2 separate regions of the Mus musculus genome follow, and region 2 is linked to region 1. A link is a contact called in public HiCAR-type data. All regions are on one chromosome and are shown on one strand. The core of a region is the stretch at or near the end of the contact, and the rest is flanking DNA. Distances in the headings are between cores, read along the strand shown.

What was found. HiCAR-type assays count read pairs that join an accessible place to other places.
Region 2: a HiCAR-type map of Th17 cells shows a contact between it and region 1, with 4 times the contacts expected there. The contact joins two enhancer-like sites. A contact is called at or near these places in 4 of 15 datasets of contacts at CTCF or cohesin (CD8 T cells, the NIH/3T3 cell line, large pre-B cells and 1 more), 7 of 484 Hi-C or Micro-C datasets (B cells, the C10 cell line, bone marrow-derived macrophages and 4 more) and 7 of 115 datasets of contacts at active chromatin or transcription factors (CD8 T cells, T-cell acute lymphoblastic leukemia, Th17 cells and 4 more).

What each region holds. Positions count from the first base shown.
Region 1 is chr9:13,891,936-13,896,931 of GRCm38.p6, forward strand. No RefSeq gene overlaps it. Among named protein-coding and RNA genes, the nearest start is that of Fam76b, 67 kb to the left of the region's middle. Within about 2 kb of position 2,761, at least 90 of the 459 cell types and tissues checked have an H3K27ac peak or open chromatin away from gene starts, as enhancers often do. A contact at or near this core is called in Th17 cells and regulatory T cell precursor, where this site is marked.
Region 2 is chr9:14,138,081-14,143,076 of GRCm38.p6, forward strand. No RefSeq gene overlaps it. Among named protein-coding and RNA genes, the nearest start is that of Gm39292, 12 kb to the right of the region's middle. Within about 2 kb of position 2,696, at least 8 of the 459 cell types and tissues checked have an H3K27ac peak or open chromatin away from gene starts, as enhancers often do. A contact at or near this core is called in Th17 cells and regulatory T cell precursor, where this site is marked.

The sequences.
Region 1 (4,996 bases), core at 1,511-4,010:
CAGGATGGTGTGGTGAAAGGGATTATGAGCTGGGTGCTCGCATTGCACCTGCAGTCAGGAAGCAGAAGCAGAGCAGTAAGCGGAGCCTGGCTAGGAAGCCTCAGGAGCAAGCCCAGTGAAGCACTCCTCCAGCTGGCTCCACCTCCTAACGGTTCCACAACCTTCCAAGACAGCGCCACCTGCTGGGGACCAAGGATTCAAACACACATGCCTGGGAGGCACATTGCGCTTTCCTTCCATCATTGATCTTTCACTGCTGTGCTAGCTGGCTTCTGGATACACTGGTGGATGGGTCAGTGAGTTTTCTTCTTCTGTTCCCCACCCAGTAACCAAGCTGCATCAGCTTCCTCAAGTTCTCCCTTTCCCCTCTCCCTCTGAAGACTAGGCTTAAAATAGAAGTTGTCAGAACTGTGTAGGCTCAGGGCTTAGAGCTCAAAATGAACCTGGATCACATGGCCTTGGAAGGGCTAACCACAGAAGTAGGGTGAGAGTTTGCTGAGCTCTAAGATGCACTTGTCATCAAAGCACTATTATTTGGAAAAGCCACAGCTTAAAGTTCTGTGATACTCTTTCTGTCTCTGTCTCTTTGTCTCTATCTCTCTCTGTCTCTCTCAGTCTTTGTGTCTCTGTCTCTCTCTGTCTTTCTCTCTCTCTCTGTGTGTGTGTGTGTGCTGTGTGTGGTATGTATATGTGTGGTATATGTATATATGTGATGTGTATCTGTGTGTTGAAAGGGCTCCTTCACCATCTCTTAAAGACTCACCAAGACTCCCAGCTTTTTTGTCATCCAATACATACTTATTATTATGTATTGAATTAACTTGAAGTGACAGATAGCTATTTTATTAGACTATCACTGTGAATCAATCATATTAAAATGCTGCTGGCTTGATCGATTTGATTCCTTCAAACTTTGGGTCCTCTTCAGGCCAGAGGTTTTAGGAATTAGGAGAGTACACTGTCTTGAGTCTGAGATTGCTTTCTGTTAGGAGACAAGCCGGAATGGGAAGAAGTAACTTCTACAAAGCGCCCAGTGGCTGCTGTCTGACTGGGGAGGGGAACAGTGGGGTTCATTGTGTGGTGAAGGTTTTGTTCACTGGTGTGAAGGAAGGGGTATGTCTCTGGAGGATTCTGCAGCATTTGGTGAGCACTGAGAAGGTGCTCCGAGCACTTTCTGATGGAGCTATTGAAAAGTCAGCGTTACAAGGCTGCACCCCTTTCTCTAGTAATGAAAATAAACGCAGCCCTGGCACACAGGCTGTAATCTGGAAATGGGTTTCAGAAATCCACTCTACTGAGTAAATGGGCTATTACAGCCCATCATTATGGAGGCCAGGAATGTACATAGACTAGAGAGAGGCGGGAGTGGAGCAAGAGGAGAGGGGAGTTAACCATTTCAAGATGTGATAGACTAGAAAGTTTAGCCTCTAAGTTTTCATCTGCCTAATGTTCTTATTGACAGCTAAAAAAAATCTCAAAAACTGTGAGGGATTGAGCTTCCCCCCCCCCCCACATATAAGTGAATATATTAGCTGGGTAGTTTCTTAGATGCTTTTCACAGAACATACAAAACTCTTTGGGGTAAAACAAAGGATGTTATTACTCAGAGTACTCGAAATAGGTGGAATATCAGAATAATAATATGAGGAAAGAGAGAGGGGGAGAGAGAGGGAGGGAGGGGAGGAGAAGAAGGAGAGAGAGGGGGAGGGAGGGAGGGAGGGAGGGAGAGAGAGAGAGGAGGGAGAGGGAGGGGGAGGGGGAGAGGGAGAGAGGGAGAGGGAGAGGAAAGGGGGAAGAGTGGGGAGAGGGAGGAGAGGATGGAGAGGGGAGAGAGAGAGAGAGAGGAGAGAGAGAGAGAAAGAGAGAGAGAGAGTTTACTAAGCTGGAATAGCAGCAGTGTAGACTGTGAAGAGGTATGGGCAACATCTGCACGTGGAGTAGATTATTTAACAGGAGGGGGTCTTGAGCATTATGAACCTTAACCCATTGTGATGGGTAGTGAGCACTTCTTTCCTTTACAGGTTCAGGGTACCCTTTCTTTGGAAAGACAGCTCAACAAAGGTCAGTGTTTGTACTAACAAGGGTTAGGGTTAGGATTGAGGTTAGGGTTAGGATTAGTGCATCTTTTGGAAAACTGTCCTCAACAGAGAGCTCATAGATGTCTGTGGTATCTATGCCTATTGAGGCTCCTCCATCTGAACTGCCACATACTATATCTCACCACCTCCCATTTCTGCTTTCACCCCAGGCTTGGAATTAGGCATGGCATCTTTATTTTCATGCAGTAGGACCCTTGAGGAACGAATGCCATGCTCTTTGCAATTGTGAAGTTAACAGAGTAATCCGGGAAAGGGAAATAACTGGCCTGAGAGCGAGGGAAGGCAGTGAGCCTGGCTGCCCCAGCTATGGGAAGGAGAAAATCACTAGGTGCAGGGAGAGGCAGCATGTGGGGTGCAACAGGCAAATCAATGAGGGACCACAGGCTTGCTCTGCAACTCCTCTAATAAAGGTGATGTATTGTGATAGACAGTTAACTGACAGGTTGACACCCACTGTTGGTGACAAGCAGGTTGACAGTAGAAAGCCAACGAGAAAGAAACGAAAGGGGGAGAGATAGGAGGCATCCCACATGGTTTAAGTGTAACTGCGTTTGTTATTTTTTCTCTTGAATATTTTTAATCCATCACTCCAAGCGCGTCAGGGACAGCTCTCTGTGTCGACTTACAAGAAATGAAAGTGTGAGTCACAGGATGCTGGTAAGGCTAAGGCTCTGGAGGAAGCTGCCAGAGAGAAAAGAAACCAAGCTTGCACACACAGAGGTAGCTGCAAAGATAAAGATCCTTGCTTTAGGAAAGTCCCTCGAATGTAGTGAAACAAAACATGTTATGTAAAGGTTGAATGTGAAGATTCTGTCTACATTTTACAGAGAAACTTAATCCCGCTTGTTCTTAGGTGAGGTTGGAAACTCTACGGGCACCAGCACAGGAGAAGGGGACCCTCACTCATCCCGGTAGACACAGGAGGTAGTGTCTTCGAGCCTATTCTTCATGGAGCTTTTTAATTTCCTCAGCATCCACACAGGGCTTGACCAACTCTTGCTAACAGCACAGTAGACAGAAGGATGAAAGTGAATGATATGCCCTGAACTTGATCAGTCTGTCCCGATGTACAGTGACGTTCCATTCAGTTGACAGAGCTGAACGAGTCCTTCATGAAACCCAGGAACCCAGCGACTGGGGAAAATAAAAGTATTTGTGTTTAGGCATGTACTGCTCACACAGGGATGGTGGGGACACCTGCTTTGAATCTTTCATGCGGTAGGACTTTGTCCTACATGGGAAAGGAAGTTTGCTGAAGACACTGCCCCACAAGTCCTTTTATGGGGGGTTTGTACTCTGCTATGTTTAATTAGCAGCTAAATTTCATTATAGAACACTGTGGACTTTTCTCAGGGATTTAGATGTGAGATCCAGCATTCCTGAAGGTCAGCCGCATGATCCTGTGGATGTTCCAGAATCTGTGAATATGATAAGGTTGGATCACAGATTAATTAATAACTGTAGATTGTAAGTCACATCCCAGTCTACTCTTCTTTCCCAAGGAAAGGATGACTCAAGTTAGCACTAATCAAAAAAAAAAAAAAAAAAAAAAAAAGAATTCTAGGTAATTTTCTTTTTATCTCAAACTCCCAGTATCCTCTGGTCCCCGCTGCTCTGATTTGGACAGCATCCTTCCCTCTTCGTGGTTTCTCCGTATGGCGTATGAACATGACCATTAACCTCACACAGATATGGTTCAGTAACTACTGCCCTACTGTCTTCTCTGAGGACTGGCCTTGTAAATGTCAGCTGTCTCAGCCTGGAGCCCTCTCAGGTTCAGGATCTGTTACTGTGAATTGTGCCTGTTCAGCTGGCAAGCATAAACAGATGCTGAATAGTCCTTTGCGTTTGCTTGAAGACAAAGCCAATGATGACAGTGAAGGCCTTCTGCAACAGCTTATTACAAGTAAGAGAAGCAGGAAATTTATTCTGCAGGTCCCCTCCTTCCAAAAGGGCTTCTCTTATGCATTTAACGCCAGAGAAGCAGAGGAGGGAACCGCATCCTTTGTGATGTGCAGAGAACATTTCTACTTATGTATTCCATCATTGTGTGAAATCCAGCATGCCTTAAGCCGTACTCTCCATTTCCCCCATCACAGCAGCGCTTCTGATTAGTGTTCCTATTTCAGATTTATTCCCACAAGCTTCCAAAGCACAAAACCCCTGAGTCATTCCTCGCTCCTGCCTCCTCCACACACCCATATCCAATCACTAATCAAGTCCTGTTGTTTCTGCCTTCAGAATAATTTTCATATCTTCCTTTTTCCGTTGCCATGGATACCATCGAATCTCCCCTTTTGCTTCATGCCTGGACAACCGTGGTAACTTCTGGAGTCTCTTGACTCCACTCCAGCCCTTCCACAGCTGCTGCAGGACTGACTGCTCTTGCTATGCCAACCCCTGCTCAGGGACCTTCAGTAGCTAGCTCCCTTCTGTTCTTCAAGTCCAAAGTCTTTAACTCCCATGGCCTTGTGGAGCTGACCATATTCAAAAGCTCTCTGTTCATTTACACGAAGTTTTTTGTGTGAAATTTAGGAGGGGCCTCCGAGCTAGGATGCCTTTGGGGTGCCTTCACGAGTAGCTTGCACTGCCAGAATGCAGAGGCTGTAGAGAACAGGGAAGGGCTGTCTCCCGCCCCCAACCACTTAGAGCTAAGGTAGCGTATTGCAGTCGACCTGCTCAAAATGGCCACTCTGAAACTCTATTTTTTTTTCTTTTGGTGTGTGTGCATGCATGTATTCACATATGTGCACATGCAGACATGGGTGCATGCTTATGTGCATGCAGGTGTGGAGGCCAGAGGTCATTGTGGGTATCTCCTCAATCACCCTCGACCACAGTTTTAAGACAGGGTGTCTTCTGAACCTAGGCTGATTATGCTAAACTGACTGACTAGT
Region 2 (4,996 bases), core at 1,446-3,945, 250 kb after region 1:
GTGAATCTTCCTGTAGATCCTTTATGTATTTGTTTGTGTGCATGTGTCTGTGCACATGCACTTGTGGAAGCCAGAGGCCGATGCTGGGTGTCTTCAGCAATCTCTCTCCACCTTATTTCTTGAGTCATGATCTCTCACCAAATTCACAGCTTAATGAGTCGGCCACACTAGCTCTTCAGCAATCCCAGAATATCCTCCTTATCTGAGCTTCCCCAGTACTAGAGTCACCTGAGTCACTTCTGTCTTTTGATATGGATGTTGAAGATCTGTCCTCTGGTCCTTGTGCCTGGGCAGGACTTTACCAACTGAGCCATCTCCTGAGATGCCTCCTGTACAGATTTAAGCACTATAAACTATAAGAATGGAAAACGCAGGCCTTACAATGTTTCTCCGTGATTTCCAGGGCAGCTTACCTCCACACTGCTGTCATGAGTGGTATTACAGCTTCCTCTCTCGGCCTCACAATAGCACAATGTGGTTGGCACTGGAGTAGAAACTCAATCTACTGTCTGGTTCACCTTGGCTAGCTCCAACCAGAAAATATCCATAAAACCAAAGTAAATTAAACTGGTTTAGCCTAGTCATGTAGACAGACCTGTCAAGCAGCTTGACTCTGGACCAATTACTTTGGGACAGGTAGTCATTTTGTGTCTGTGGCAGTTCCCATTAAGACCATGTGAGGGGTGCTCCCAGGTGTGGAGAACCCATTAGGTGTGAAATATGTTCTCATATAAGAAGATTCCACTTAAATGGATATTTATTTATTTGGCATTCAGCTTGAAAGGCTCAAATGGGGTCTTTGAATGAGGCACAGGCCTCATCTCTCCACAAAATAAATGAAACAGTGATCTTAATATTGATGTTTACAAAGTATGCATTTTTATGATGAGCATATGTTCATTTTTTAAAAAGATTTATTTATTATTATATCTAAGTACACTGTTAACCACGCAAACATATTTTACCAGAGCCCAGATGTGAACCATTAATAAACTGGCAGAAGGATAACTCCATGCCAAGCTTGCAACCTGTCTATCATCCAAGCAACTCACATGTCTCTGAGAAGGTAAACCACTACCTGTGCTCTTGTTCATAACAAAATCATCCCATACATGTCCTGCTCATTCACGGTGTTCTAGAATAACCTTTGAAATTCAGAATTGCACATTGTGTAGGCTGCTCTACTGAAGTGGGGCTAAATGTTCTAAGTCTTGGGAGATGACCCATCTTGCTTAAATCTCTGGCTAGGCTTGCCTGCTCTATTACTAATAATAATAGTCACTGTCATCTTGCTGTGTGAGCTCCATGTAAGGACGTTGAGGACATAATCTTGCATAATCTTCGCTTTGATTTGAAGTCTGATTCTCCTGCTTAGTGCCTTTGCCTTGTTAATTGTGTTCCTTGTCAGCTGGTCACAAGATGCAGAGGGAGGATGCTAACCTTTACCCTGAGAAATCTCCTCATTCAGCAGTGATGGGTCAGTCGGCAACACCTTGATAGCTAGAGGGACAGTACCACCACAAAGGAAGAGGAATCGGTGGAACACCATAGCACTGGCTGCCACAGAGTGAAAGAAGCCTGATTTGGAAGAAACATGAAATTTCATGCTTTAAAAAAAAAATCATGACAAATTTTTACTAATCTGTAAAAAAAACCCCATGGTGAGATGTCGGCTGTTTCTCTTCAGCATGATGTCACTGGCATTGATTTTGCTTGCTGCTTCTTCCATGATTTTTACAGATGACATTTTTATATAAGATGCTTGCAGGCTGGAGGGAGCAGACCTCCCGGTTTTACTGGATGGTCCTGTCCATCCTGTTTCTCTCTCTTTCTGTTGTTTGGCACCCTAGAAAGTCTTCTTTGAGAAGTATCCTCCTCGAACTTCATAAACCACACCACTGTCCTCCTAGGTGTCTTCTCTAATTTTGGAAACAGAGTCCTTCAGTCATTTAAAGAGTCTGGATCCTGAACCTTAGTTCCAAATTGAGCCCCTATCAGAACTGCTGTGGGTCATTTTCCTCATTGGAATAGTGGCCTTCAGGAAATTTCCATTTGGTTCAAAGTGACCTCTAAGTGAGTTACCAGCCTTTCCTGAGGGTGAGGGCAGCAGCAGCAACTTCTTCCTCTGAGTAGGGTTTGGGCTAAGGCATGGGAAACGAGCTGAGGAGACTGTCCCACTGGAGTGCTGGCCAGAGATCTGAGATTCTGGAGGCTGTGCCCAACGATTTGGAGCAGTATAAGCGCTGTTTATTGTCTAGATCATGGCTTATCTAGCTAACTCTGTTATACAGCAAAAGGATAAGAGTGGATAGCCTGTACAGAGAGAGGTTTGAGAGAGGCTCTTGTCCCAGTTTTAACCCCAGGGAAGGTTTCTGGACCTCAGGGTCTGTCTTTAAGCCAGCAGCAAATGCCTGGGATCTCATATACCCCACCCCAAGCCCATGCCAACCTCCTGAGCAAGTCTCTGGGTCCCATTAGATGTACATGGAAAAAATTCTACGAACAAGGCAAACTGTGGCCTGGTGGCACCTAGTTTTTAGTAGGGAAATTCCAACTTTCTGGTTTCTGAAGAGACTCACTAAAGAAAAATTAGTCAAAATGCTAGCAAACCAGAGACTTTGTCAACCAACCTAGAACAGCACATGCCACTTTGGTGACTTGTAGGTGGTTTCCTTTGATGAAAGGAAGACTACAGTGTTTTTCTCTGGCTTAACAGGTTCATAATTTCTTTCCCAAATGTCAACCAAGTCACTGTAGTGGTAAGGAGCAACTCAGAAGCTCAAAAATGCCCTCTCTTTGAGGTTCAGGCCCCAGTGAATAGCACACATCACTGCACAAATCCTCTTCCCTGTCTCGGCTGTGCTGGGAGCTACCTCACCCTGCCCCTGTGCAGGCAGCTGCCTTCTGTGCTGTGCAAAAGCACTATGGACAAGCCTGTGCACATGCACTTTGAATTAGATCATGAACAGCTGGCCAACCATCCAGGTGGGTAGACTCAGAAGCAGGAGCTCCCAGCAGTGAGGTTGCCATCTCATATGGCTTGAGTGTGAAATGTATCCCACGGGCTCGTGTGTTTGAACATTTGGCAGCCCACTAGTACACTGTTTTAGAGGGAGAGGCCAATAGTAGGTTGTAGGTCACTGGGGCAGGCCTGAAGACTTCATAGCTCAGCCCCAGTTGTGGTTTAGTCTGCTTCATGTTCACCAGGATATGAAAGAGTAAGGAGACCCAACAGTGTGTTCCCAGTGCCGTGCAGACATTTCCTTGCCACCCTGATGGACTGCACCCCCTAGAACTGTAAGGCAAAATAAGTGCTCCCCCACACCCCTTTAAGTTGCTTTGTCAGGTAGTTGGCCCAGGAACAAGAAAATGTAAAATGTAACCAAAGCACAGATAGCAGTCTGCAGCCCCATTACAGCCCCTCAGCCAGAGGTACCCAGTTAGACCACAACCAGATATCAACCCCACAAAAACTGATACAGAAAAAAATGTGTGTTGTCTGACAGATATTGCTCAGAAGGTAATTTTTTATTTAGTGGATAATTAATATAGTAGTCAAGTAAGAATAGAGACAGATACCACGGTGAGTTTCGCATTCAGCCAAGCTTCCCTTGTAAACGAAGAATTGTCCACAGTAGGTTGTATCCCACTGGCTGCATCCCAAGAGTCACAGCATTCTAAAGCAGTTCCCATACAACCCAGCACTGTGCTACCTGAGTTCTAGATTAGGAAGTGCTTAGAGATTCTGTCCCTCTGTATTCAAGGAACTGTGTAGCAGTAGTTTGTTAACCTGCCCCATGCTCACAACAGATTGCACATGCACCCACCCAAGATCTAACTGGATTCAAGAATGAAACACACACACACACACACACACACACACACACACACACACACACACATACACCATTTAATTTTGATATGCCCCAGCTAGCTCAAAAGCTGGACACTTCTAATCTTTCCAGTATCTCGGACTTAACATCTTGAAAAAATCTATATTTCATCTCTGCTACCCCAGACCCAATTGGGGAAGTGGCCACTAGAGTCACTTAACCAGAATTCTTACATGGCTGGTAGTCCTCCACCCCTCCCATGGCAATTCTCCTTCTTCCTTTCTTCCTCCCTCTCCAAAGCTCAGGAATCCTAAAATTCCTGCCTCTGTCTGTCCTATCCAGCCATTAGCTGCTGGGATCTTTATTTACCAATTGGAGCCAACTGTGAGGAGAGTCTCTCAGTGTTTTAGGTACAGACACTTGTGTAGGCAGTTTTGCAGACCAAAGTTAACATTATAACACCAGCAGCATTAGGCCAAACCCACTTCAGAACTGAGACCTAAAGGAAGCAAATTATCAAAGATCACAGCTAATTAATAGCAGTCAGCTAATTACTACTAATGACTAGTTAGTTACTGAAAAGATTCCAAATGCTTGACCAAGGCTGTGTGACCCTTCCCAAGGCCCCATGTTCCTTCGAGAGATCCTATGAACATACAACTATATTTAGAAATCAAACACACATCTGGAGATGGGGGCTTCAAAATCCTGGCCTGGAGCTTTTTCCCTGCCTTAGACTACTTTGTTCTTCTTTCTTCTTCTTCTTCTTCTTCTTCTTCTTCTTCTTCTTCTTCTTCTTCTTCTTCTTCTTCTTCTTCTTCTTCTTCTTCTTCTCCTTCTCCTTCTCCTTCTCCTTCTCCTTCTCCTTCTCCTTCTCCTTCTCCTTCTCCTTCTCCTTCTCCTTCTCCTTTAAATGATTTATTTATTTATTTATTTTTATGTATGTGAGTACACTGTAGCTGTCTTCAGACACACTAGAAGAGAACATTAGATCCAATTACACATGGTTGTGTGCCACCATGTGGTTGCTGGGAATTGAACTCAGGACCTCTGGAAGATCAATCAGAGCTCTTAACCACTGAGCCATCTCTCCAGCCCCCAACTATTTATGTTCTTGGGTGAAAGATACACACAGTCTTTATATTTTAAATATAAAACATAAC